Linked DNA regions of Mus musculus: region 1 is linked to region 2. The links are chromatin contacts, called in public promoter capture Hi-C maps. All regions are on one chromosome and are shown on one strand. The core of a region is the stretch at or near the end of the contact, and the rest is flanking DNA. Distances in the headings are between cores, read along the strand shown. Region 1 holds the start of Sec61a2 (Sec61, alpha subunit 2 (S. cerevisiae)). Region 2 holds the start of Dclre1c (DNA cross-link repair 1C).

Region 1 (4,608 bases), core at 1,966-4,465, 2.5 Mb before region 2:
GGAAGTCTGCGTTCCCCTGAAGTTCTGGACTGATTTGAACAACTGAATCTGGAGTACATGGACTACACAGGGGAACTGATTTTATAAGTACATGAAACAGACAGTAGGTTTCACGCTTTGCAGGACAATAGTGTTTGTTATGCTTTCGTTCGATGTGAGTGAACTGGAAGAGGGGGTCATTAGGCAGTCGGGTTCAGATTCCACTGTAACTGCCTGTAAATGAGCAGAGAACGGTCTTTGACCAGAACGTGGGGCTGTGTATAGGCAGCCCCAACACTACCTCTTAATTGGTTCAATACACATAACTTTCCATATCTTTCCTCCCTTTTAAGGTCAGCAATATTTTCGTTTTAAATGTCATCTTAGAACCGCTCTACAAAAGGTTCCAACAGATACCACTAAAACTAGACCATTCTGGATTCATGTTCTTTCAGGTTTGATCCATTATCCTTAAAAGTAAATGCTGTTAAATACTAACTGCTGATTGTATGGTCGTCTAACGCTGTACCCATGCAGTCTCCTGTAGTCCAGGCTGGCCTCACAATCACTGTATAACTAAGGATCACCTTGAACTTCTCATCTTCTTACCTCTACCTCCCGAGGGCTGGAACTGCAGACTTGTGCGACCATGCCCAGTTAACGCTGGTAATGAGCATCCATCAAGAATGGTCGACCAGCCGGGCGGTGGCACAGCCTTTAATCCCAGCACTCGGGAGGCAGAGGCAGGCGGATTTCTGAGTTCGAGGCCAGCCTGGTCTACAGAGTAAGTTCCAGGATAGCCAGGGCTATATAGAGGAACCCTGTCTTGAAAAACCAAAAACAACAACAACAAAAAAAGAATGGTAGACAAGCTCTCTACCAAATGAGCTCCAGCCTTGGCCCCTAATAAATGTTAAGTTATGAGGTATTAACTGTATTAAGGTGGACTTCGGTTTTTTTTTTCTATTAATTTCCCCTTTCCCCATTATATTGCTATGACATTTCCTTTTTTGTTTGTTTGTTTTTGATTTTTTTCGAGACAGGGTTTCTCTATGTAGTCCTGGCTGGCTGTCCTGGAACTCACTCTGTAGACCAGGCTGGCCTTGAACTCAGAGATCCCCCTGCCTCTGCCTCCCGAGTGCTGGGATTAAAGACGTGCGCTACCACTGCCCAGCTGCTATGATATTTTCTGATTTTTAAATTAACTTTGGTGTTGGGTAGAGGGATTTAAGTGCCAGGTTAATCACTTTTGTCTCTCAAAGCTGCAGGTACAAATATGATGTATATTTGGGCTATAAATTTCATTAAGTTTTAGCCACATTCCCAAACCAGGTACGTGGGGTTCCATAGAGGTTGAATCTAGTGTTGGCCGCAAACTAAATGGTAGCTATGTGACGTCCCTTGAGTTGGTTCTCAGGAGCATCTACTGTGTACCATTCTGACTTTACGACAGTTTTTTAAAAAGGTTATGGGGACATAGGAAGGGCTGGAATACATCCATTGCCTTTCCAATTTTACCAGCAATGCGCCATGTTTTACATCATTGATGTGTAGGCAGTCCTGGCTATAGTAATAGATTCATAATGTACTTCTTTTTTTATTTTGATTTTTGAGATAGTTCTGGCTGGCCTAGAACTCTCTGTGTAGAGCAGGCTGGTCTTGAACTCAGAGGTCTCTCTGTCTCTGCCTTCTGAGTGCTGGGATTTAAGGTGTGTACCACCATGCCAGACTATTATTTGCATTTTAGAATAATGCTGCAGTTATTTAGCATCTTTCTAGTATTTGCCCTCTTTCTTTCTACGACATGTCCCCTCCTGTCTGCAGCTGGGTATTAGTTGCAGTACTTTGTACTTACTGGCTCCATCATTGTGCCATCTCTTTAACCCTTTCCCTCCCTTTCCTTTCTGCATCCTTCAGTCCTTCTTTCTTTTGCCGAGCCTTATGAATCTTGTCACTTCATTACTACTTATATAAATCTGTAAAGTTTCAAAGGCAAGTTTAATAAGAATAATAGTGTATATTTAAGTTTAAAAAAACCATAATGTACCTTTATTCTCTTATCTTTTGGTTTCTTAAATTAAAAGATATTAAAACTCTAAGATGGAATTTAATATATTTAAAAATGTTTTTGTCTTGCTCTTTCTAAATTTCTTCCTATGCTGCCTCTCACAAGTTTATTATTTCTTGTTACAGTTTTCCCTGACAGAGCTATGAAAATGTCTTCTGCCTTTCTACCTTTATATCAGCCACATTCTGAATTGTGTTGCAGAAAGGGACATTTGAATTATTTCATATGAAACACTACTGTATTTTCTTTCCTCTTAAAAATGTTAGTTTTTCTTATCTGCTGTCCATAATTATGCATGTTTAATGTTCAGTGAGAACTAGAGCTTCAGTTATGTAATTAGTAAGTTGAAATATTAAAAATAATGAATTTTGCTTAAAATGACACATTATTCTTTTTTTTTAATTAGGTATTTTCCTTGTTTACATTTTCAATGCTATCCCAAAGGTCCCCCATACCCACCCCCCATATATCACATTATTCTTAGCAAAATAAAAATTACCACCTTGAAAGAACCATTTTACTCAAATTTCTTATGTTTTCCATATATTTCCTATTTGGGAAAAATAGTCTGAAATTAACTTCTCTAATTTACCTATATTACCTTGGAAGTTTTACTGGGTTTTTTTTGGGGGGGCGGGTTCGAGACAGGGTTTCTCTGTGTATCCCTGGCTGTCCTGGAACTCACTCTGTAGACCAGGCTGGCCTCGAACTCAGAAATCCACCTGCCTCTGCCTCCCGAGTGCTGGGATTAAAGGCGTGCGCCACCACCGCCCGGCCTAAAAAGGTTTCTTTCTGAAAAAGAGAGACAGATAAAAGAGTTTATACCTCTTGATGCCTTGATGTCTATTTTGAAGATGGGGAAGTACTGGAAAGTACTATTGTCTGCAGTGTATTACCAGTTTTCACAAATGTCTAAGAAGTTACAGTTAAGATGGGGCGGAAAGAAAAGTCTGGCTCAGGTAGCTCAGCTCTAGGCCTTGGGGTACCTGGACCAGGAAACCTTATCTAGAAAACAGCTTTGAAAAGGAAAACCCTTGTCCTGGAGTAGAGCAACTAAGAACCGCCCACCACGGCAGGCCGCCCCGCCTCTTGCCATCCAGTCCCGCCCCCGCCGCCGCGCCAACGGTGACCATAGCAACGCGGTGGACGTCCGCCAACGGCCAGGCTAGGTCTGGGAGGAGCCTAGAGCGCATGTCACATGACTCTGTGGGCGGAGCTTGTGCGGGGACGGCCAGAGCGTGTCCCCAGCCTCCGCCGCCTAGGCCAGAGTCGTGAGGAACGGAGCGGAGGCAGCTGCGAGGCCGCGGGTGCCCGCCGGGTGTGCTGAGCCGCCGCCATGGGCAGTGAGTGTGGTGGCTGGAGCGCGAACCTCGAAGGCCGCGGGTCCTTTCGGGCTGTGGGCAGTGGAGTCGCTTACTCCTTGGGGTGGTCTTGGGTGCGGGGGATGCGCAGGCCTCGTTGGGGTCGCCACGGGCAGAGCGAGCTGGGGACCCGCCAAGGCGCCTCGGGTCAGCGAGGCCTTGCCCGGCGGGTCACGGGAACTCAGAAGTCCCGGTTTGCTCCCCTTAGGAGGCGAGGAGCGAGGATGGCGCGGGGAGGCCATTGGCTGGGGGCGGGGGGTAGTTAGCACACTCCACGGCTTGGACCACTTGGGCTTTTTCTGAATCTCAGGAAACTCATTAATTTTTAAATTATTATTCTTGAATCACGCTTCCTTGGTGTGTTGCGACGAATAAGTCTCCCTTTTTTTAAAAAAATATTTTTTATTAGGTATTTTCCTCATTTACATTTCCAATGCTATCCCAAAAAGTCCCCCATAACCTCCCCCACCAAGTCTCCCTTTTTTAAAAATGTGATTCGTAGCATGCGTTTTAGGGGAGGAAAGGCGTGTGATCAGTAGCTCAGCATTTTCCTAGATTAATTCTTCCCAGTCATTCTGTAGTGTTCATTGAAAACTGTAAGTTGGTGCGCAAGGTATGGACGAGGCCTCGCATTATAAGATCCTTCCAGGGCCCTGCCCAATCACTCACCCTCATGTATTTTCACACAGATACTTTACCTAGCAGTTCACATGTTTGTGTATAAAGGGATAACGTTGCGATGCACTCCATTGGCTAACAGTAGACATTTGGGGAAAATTGGAAAGGAAATAAGAGACCCTTGGCCTTGAATTGTGAATAAAAATGGAATTGTGCAACACGGGGAGAGGCAGTACATGGCGGCACGCAACAGCGTTTTTTGATCCTGAACGCCAGTACAGTAATTCATAAACTAGCAATAAATCTCGGAGAGTAGCCTGGGCTGAGATGGGGAAGGGAGGCGATTCTAGACAGTTTCCCAGTGTTGTGACCCATAGTTGTTGTTTTTTTAATTGCAGGTAAATGTTTTCAGAATTTAGATTTACTTTTTTTTTTTTTTTTTTTTTTTTAAAGATTTATTTATTTATTATATGTAAGTACACTGTAGCTGTCTTCAGACACTCCAGAAGAGGGAGTCAGATCTCGTTACGGATGGTTGTGAGCCACCATGTGGTTGCTGGGATTTGAACTCCTGACCTTCGG
Region 2 (5,177 bases), core at 320-2,819:
AAGCCACCTGTTTATATTAAAATTCAAGAATATCCAAAGTTAGCTCATTGTGACAAAAACTCAAAATAGGAAATACTTCTTGGAGAAGAAGCAGGTAAGACTAGACAGGGGTCTGGGACATGGTAGTGTTCAACTTCTTATCTGTGTGGAAGCCACATAATGTTTATATAAGCTCATAAAGTTTATACAGGCTACCCTGCTAGGGTGTATGTCCTGTTCTGCCTAGGTGTTATCTCTCAGTTAAGATATCTACTTAAATACAAATAAGTAACAAAGCCAATTACCTGCATTCCAGCCTTCTTTTCAAGGAAGGAGCCCTTAATCCTTTCATGTGATCTACAAGGAAAAGAATTAGAAATCATAACCATGTTTTGTTTGATTTGGTTTTTTAGAGGATTTCTCTTCCCTGCAACAGCTGGGTTGTCTTTGTAAGCTTCCTACTGTGAGAAACTACCTAAGGCTCACCATTCTGAGCAAATAGATTCCCACAGGCCTTTGGCTCTTCTGCACATGACGAACCTTTCAGAGTAGGGAACAGGAACCACTAAAAAGGGTTAGACCCTGAGCTGATGAAAGCTATTCAAGTCCCACCTGGGTCAGGGGACATACGCAGGAAGATCAAGTGCGAGTATGAGAACCTGGGTGGGCTGATATGACTCCACCTAGGATACGTGAAGCTCTGCCCCACAACCTAAAATAAGTAAATAATAAAGAAGAAAAATGGGGGACACTTGGCCAAGCTTATCGACTGGTTGTACACACACACACACACACACACACACACCCAAGAGTATAGTGTGAGAAACATTTGTGTGTGTGTGGGGGGGGGGGGGTTAAAGGGAGCGAGGGAGGGAGGGAGAGGGAGGAGGAGAGACAGAGAGACAGAGATAGATGTACAGATCGATCTTGGGCTCTTGCCAAATATCTCCGGGATGTAGAACTTCTGAAACACGTGCCTGTGTGAGAGAGGGGCATTTCGCTCTTACCTAATGTCTTTGGGTGTAGACGTTCTGAAACGTGTTTTCCTTACTCGAGATAAACGAGAATTAGGGAAGTTTGGGCATGAGCTAATTAATTAAGCCTTACCAAACATACCCTCCGCTGGGACAGCAACCAGCACTTCTAACAGCTCTGCCTTACCACAGCGTCCAGGTCTGATTGCAACCGGAGCTGGGGTTAGGAGCTGGGGTTACAGAGGTGGTACAGACCAGGAGCTCAATAAAGCCAGAGGTTAAGCGCCAACTGGCATTAGGAGTGCTTCCCAGTGCCTCGCGGAGTCCCAGCCTGTCCTCCCCTCACCAGGTGCCGACCTCTGCCATTGCCTCTTCAGACCATAGCGCCCCTGAAATAGGTAACGAGAGGAGCTCACTCACCCTTGTGACAGTGCGAAAGGAAGTAGGCACGGGCTTTCAGGTTCTCCCTGTCGAAGCGGTCAATGGAGATGGTTGGATACTCCGCCATCTGTCCCTGGAAGGAGCTCATCGCACCCGGGAACACTAGACCCAAAGCCCACCTCGGAAACAGAAGCACACACTGACCCTGGGCGCCACTTCCGGGAACCTGCGCACCGCCTACCCATAGGCCGGCAGAGCTCAGCCACATCCAATCAAAGGACCCTTGAGGTAGGGGCGGAGCCAATGGGCATCCAATCCTGATCCAGCCTCCCAAGTCCCTTGGTTTAAATAACTGCACCAGCTGGGCACGGAGAAACAGCTGTGCGTAGTTTGTGGGTAGCACTGGCTGGTCATGGAAAGTCACGTTCCTGCCAGAAAGCAAGAAAAGACACCGAAGTGTTTGTTGCGCAATGCAGATCTGCCCGCATCTGTGGAGGAACCAAGGCAGGAAACGAAACACAACTGAGAATGGAGGCCAGAGAGCTTCCCTTTTCTTAACCATATTGCCTTGCATTTCCTCAGATCTAGTGAAGATCGAGTTCTTTTCACTTTTTTAAAAATCTTATCCCAATTTGTATTTTATAGGGTAACCACGAGGATTGGATGAGTCATTGCCTCTGACTCTTGGTTAGTAGATTCCATTGGTAGTTGCTCCCTCTTCTGTATTATATAAGCTAACTATATTTTGAAGGCTACAATTCAGACATAGATTCTTAGAGCAGGGGTGGGGGGAGTAAAGATTCCATTGATCTGCTGGCCTCCAGTAATCATTTAAGTTGTACTTTGAGGAAGTCAGAAGGATATATAAAGAGACAGAGGGAGAGGATGGGGGGCAGGGTGGGAAAGTGTGTAGTAATCATACTAAGATCCACCAAAGACTTTGTCAGTGGCATTTATTTTCTCCTTCCTAGCAAGTTCTCCTCAGATACTCAGCACTGTTGATCAACTGGAACCTCCAAACCCTGCTATGCAGAACACTTTGGCAAGCCTTGTGGAGGTAAACAGGAAAACTGAAAAGAAGCAGTGTCTGCAAAAACTGAGCGACTGGTTTTAGTACTGTGGGGAGATTAGAATGTTGCAGATCCAGAAGCGAATTATCGTATCTTGAGCTAGTTCTAGCCCTTGGGAATAGCCATCCCTTGTTTATCTCTGTTGGAATTAACATCTTGTGAGTAACAGATGAAAACCTTTTGGAATCTCCTAGTTTAGCAGACCACTATTTTCACCTAACCCAAAAATTAAGAACGTCATCAGATAGCATCTCGGGCCTATAGAAAAGCTTTCTCATCTTTGCTCTCCGATGTACACTAAATATGACCTGACTTAAGACTTTCTTCTATAAAACTGTGAAACTCTTTCCTTGTTGGAACATGGAATTTAGGATGACCCAAATCTCTGTTCCAGCCCCAAGGTTATTAAAAATGGCCCCAGAATAAACTCTCTTTTTCCCTTTAAGATGAGGTTTCTCGATCCACAGTGGTTACATGGCTAACTCTGATGTGCCATCCGAGTTCAGCACATTTGAAAAGCCACAAAAATGAAGAATATGACAAGAATATTTTCACAGAGGCAGAAGTGATCATGGGATGATGCCAGGAGTAAGCTCTGAGCAGAGGGGTCGGAATGCCAGGGTCAGAGAACATCTGGTTACTCTTGCAGTCATAATACCTGGTTCTATTCACATTCAGATATTCATAAGGAGGAAGCAGGGAAGTAGAGGGAAGTGTTCTGGATATACACACCAACTTATACATTCCACACAGTAGTACCGGTAAAGCCTTGGTTTTGTATAAGATGGTCTTTCCTAGACTACCGGAGGACAATTGCTGTGGATGGGTTGTCTCTACAGGACAATACATTCTGCACTGAGTCTGGTCGTCGACAGAATTTCTCAGAAGTTGGAGCTCCTTGAGAGGCAAGGCAAACTAAAATTCACTCTTACTTACTTGTTCGTTGCTTTTCTCGTTACGACGTACACAGTAGGAAACAGTTGTGAGAATCAAGTTGTCACTGTAAGCAACATGCATGCTTATATTCTTATGACTGAACTTTTTCCGTTCGAGACCCCTTTCCTTTGAGAAGTTTTACACAACACTGGACACATAAGTATATAAAACAGGCATGCAAATAAAAAGTTTGCTGGTAATAAGTCCTAAAGAGATCTATTTGAAAACAAGTCTTTGGTATACATATATTTAAAAACCAAATCAGTCTACTAATGGATGGGCAGGTCTGTTTCTTTTTACAGAAAGAATTAAATCTTGACAATATCTGGTGCTTCAGGATGCAGAATAACTTTAGCATTTTGTTTAGAGTCAATTGATACTAATTTTATAATCATCTGTGCAGAGACTATGGCCTTGCACAAATGAGACAACAAACAAAATGGCAGATGGATATTTACAACCATTTCAGAAATTGTTGAAAATTCTGTTCTATTTCCAAGTAAATTTGATTTTTTTTTTTGAGGTAGGGTTTCTCTATGTAGCCCTGGCTATCCTGGGCCTTGCTCTGCAGACCAGGTTGACCTCAGACTCTGAGATCTGCCTGCCTCTGCCTCCCGAGTACTGGACTCAAAAGCATGCACTACCATGCCCAGCAATTTTTTCTTTTTTATAAAGCTCAAATCAGCATCTAAAAGGATAATTTTGGAAATTGAACATTTCAACACAATACAACCCATCCATATATACTTACACGCTGAAGGATAATGGTAGGAAAATATTAAAAGTCTTTGCTTTCCATAATTAAGTCATTGTTTCTATGTAAGAAAAAAATGCATGTACAGCAAAAATAATTGGAGTTCTTGAATGTGAGGTACTTCAAGCAGTGTTTGTCAGTGTTGTGTGCCATGACAGCTTATGCAATGTGGAGTGTGTTTTGTGTTTAGAATTGAGCCTGGCAGGTGTGGTGGCACAAACCCTTTGTTCCCAGCACTGGGGAGACAGAGGCAGGTAGATCTCTGTGAGTTTGAAGCCAGGCTGGTTCACATATCAAGATCCCGGTCAGCCAGAGCTACATAGGGAGACCCATCACTAAACAACTACAGCAAACACTAGAACAGAGACTTCTGTGTTGTTTGATACAGACATACACTGTGGTATGATCTCCTCAGATTAATTATGTGTTTGCTTTTGAGTTCATTTTTGGCCATTTTGGGTTCAGAAATTGTTTACTCTCTTTACAAACTAAGACAGGGAGACAAGTCATGGAGGGTGAAGGGGAACTGCTAGGGTGTTTGGAGAGAATGAGAGGGAGAGGTGGGTGTGGCTATAATTGAAGGACATTGTTTAGGACTGGAGACACAGCTTGGTAGTTAAGACTTTGTACTGTTCTTGCAGAGAGACCACCTTCAGTTCTCATCACCTGCATCGGGTGGCTCAAAAATCACCTGTCTTTCTAGTCCCAGGGGATCCAACACCCCCGGCCTCCATGAGCATCTGTACACAGGTGCATATACTCACTGAGACATACACATGTATATGCATGTACAGACACAACACACACACACACACACACACACACACACACACACACACACAAAGAGAGAGACAGACAGACAGACAGAGAGACAGAGAGACAGAGACAGAGACAGACTTTTAAAAAAAAGTTACAACGTTTACATGCATGAAATCTGAATATAGGATTCTATGGAGGTTTCAGGTAAGGAACCAAAGAAGCCCACTGCCATACTCTAGGAAATCTGATGGTCAAAACTCATTTATTTGTTCAACAAGTAGTTATCTGCTCTCTACAATGTTACAGCTCCTGGGCAGAACACTA

Evidence for each region. Promoter capture Hi-C pulls out the DNA fragments that hold promoters and counts their contacts.
Region 1: a promoter capture Hi-C map of pre-B cells shows a contact between it and region 2, with 5 times the contacts expected there. The contact joins the promoter of Sec61a2 here to the promoter of Dclre1c in region 2. A contact is called at or near these places in 1 of 39 promoter capture datasets (pre-B cells) and 1 of 484 Hi-C or Micro-C datasets (muscle stem cells).

The regions. Positions count from the first base shown.
Region 1 is chr2:5,894,039-5,898,646 of GRCm38.p6, reverse strand. It overlaps Sec61a2 (Sec61, alpha subunit 2 (S. cerevisiae)), which reads left to right and starts at 3,215. Exons shown (of 12, transcript NM_021305.4): 1 at 3,215-3,390. The coding sequence starts at 3,384. Gm13267 (predicted gene 13267) reads right to left here and starts at 3,183. Exons shown (of 3, transcript NR_166420.1): 1 at 2,873-3,183. It overlaps Dhtkd1 (dehydrogenase E1 and transketolase domain containing 1), which reads left to right. Exons shown (of 17, transcript NM_001081131.2): 17 at 1-587.
Region 2 is chr2:3,420,523-3,425,699 of GRCm38.p6, reverse strand. Dclre1c (DNA cross-link repair 1C) reads right to left here and starts at 1,569. Exons shown (of 14, transcript NM_146114.3): 1 at 1,374-1,569; 2 at 285-336. The coding sequence starts at 1,482. It also overlaps a transcript of Meig1 not described here.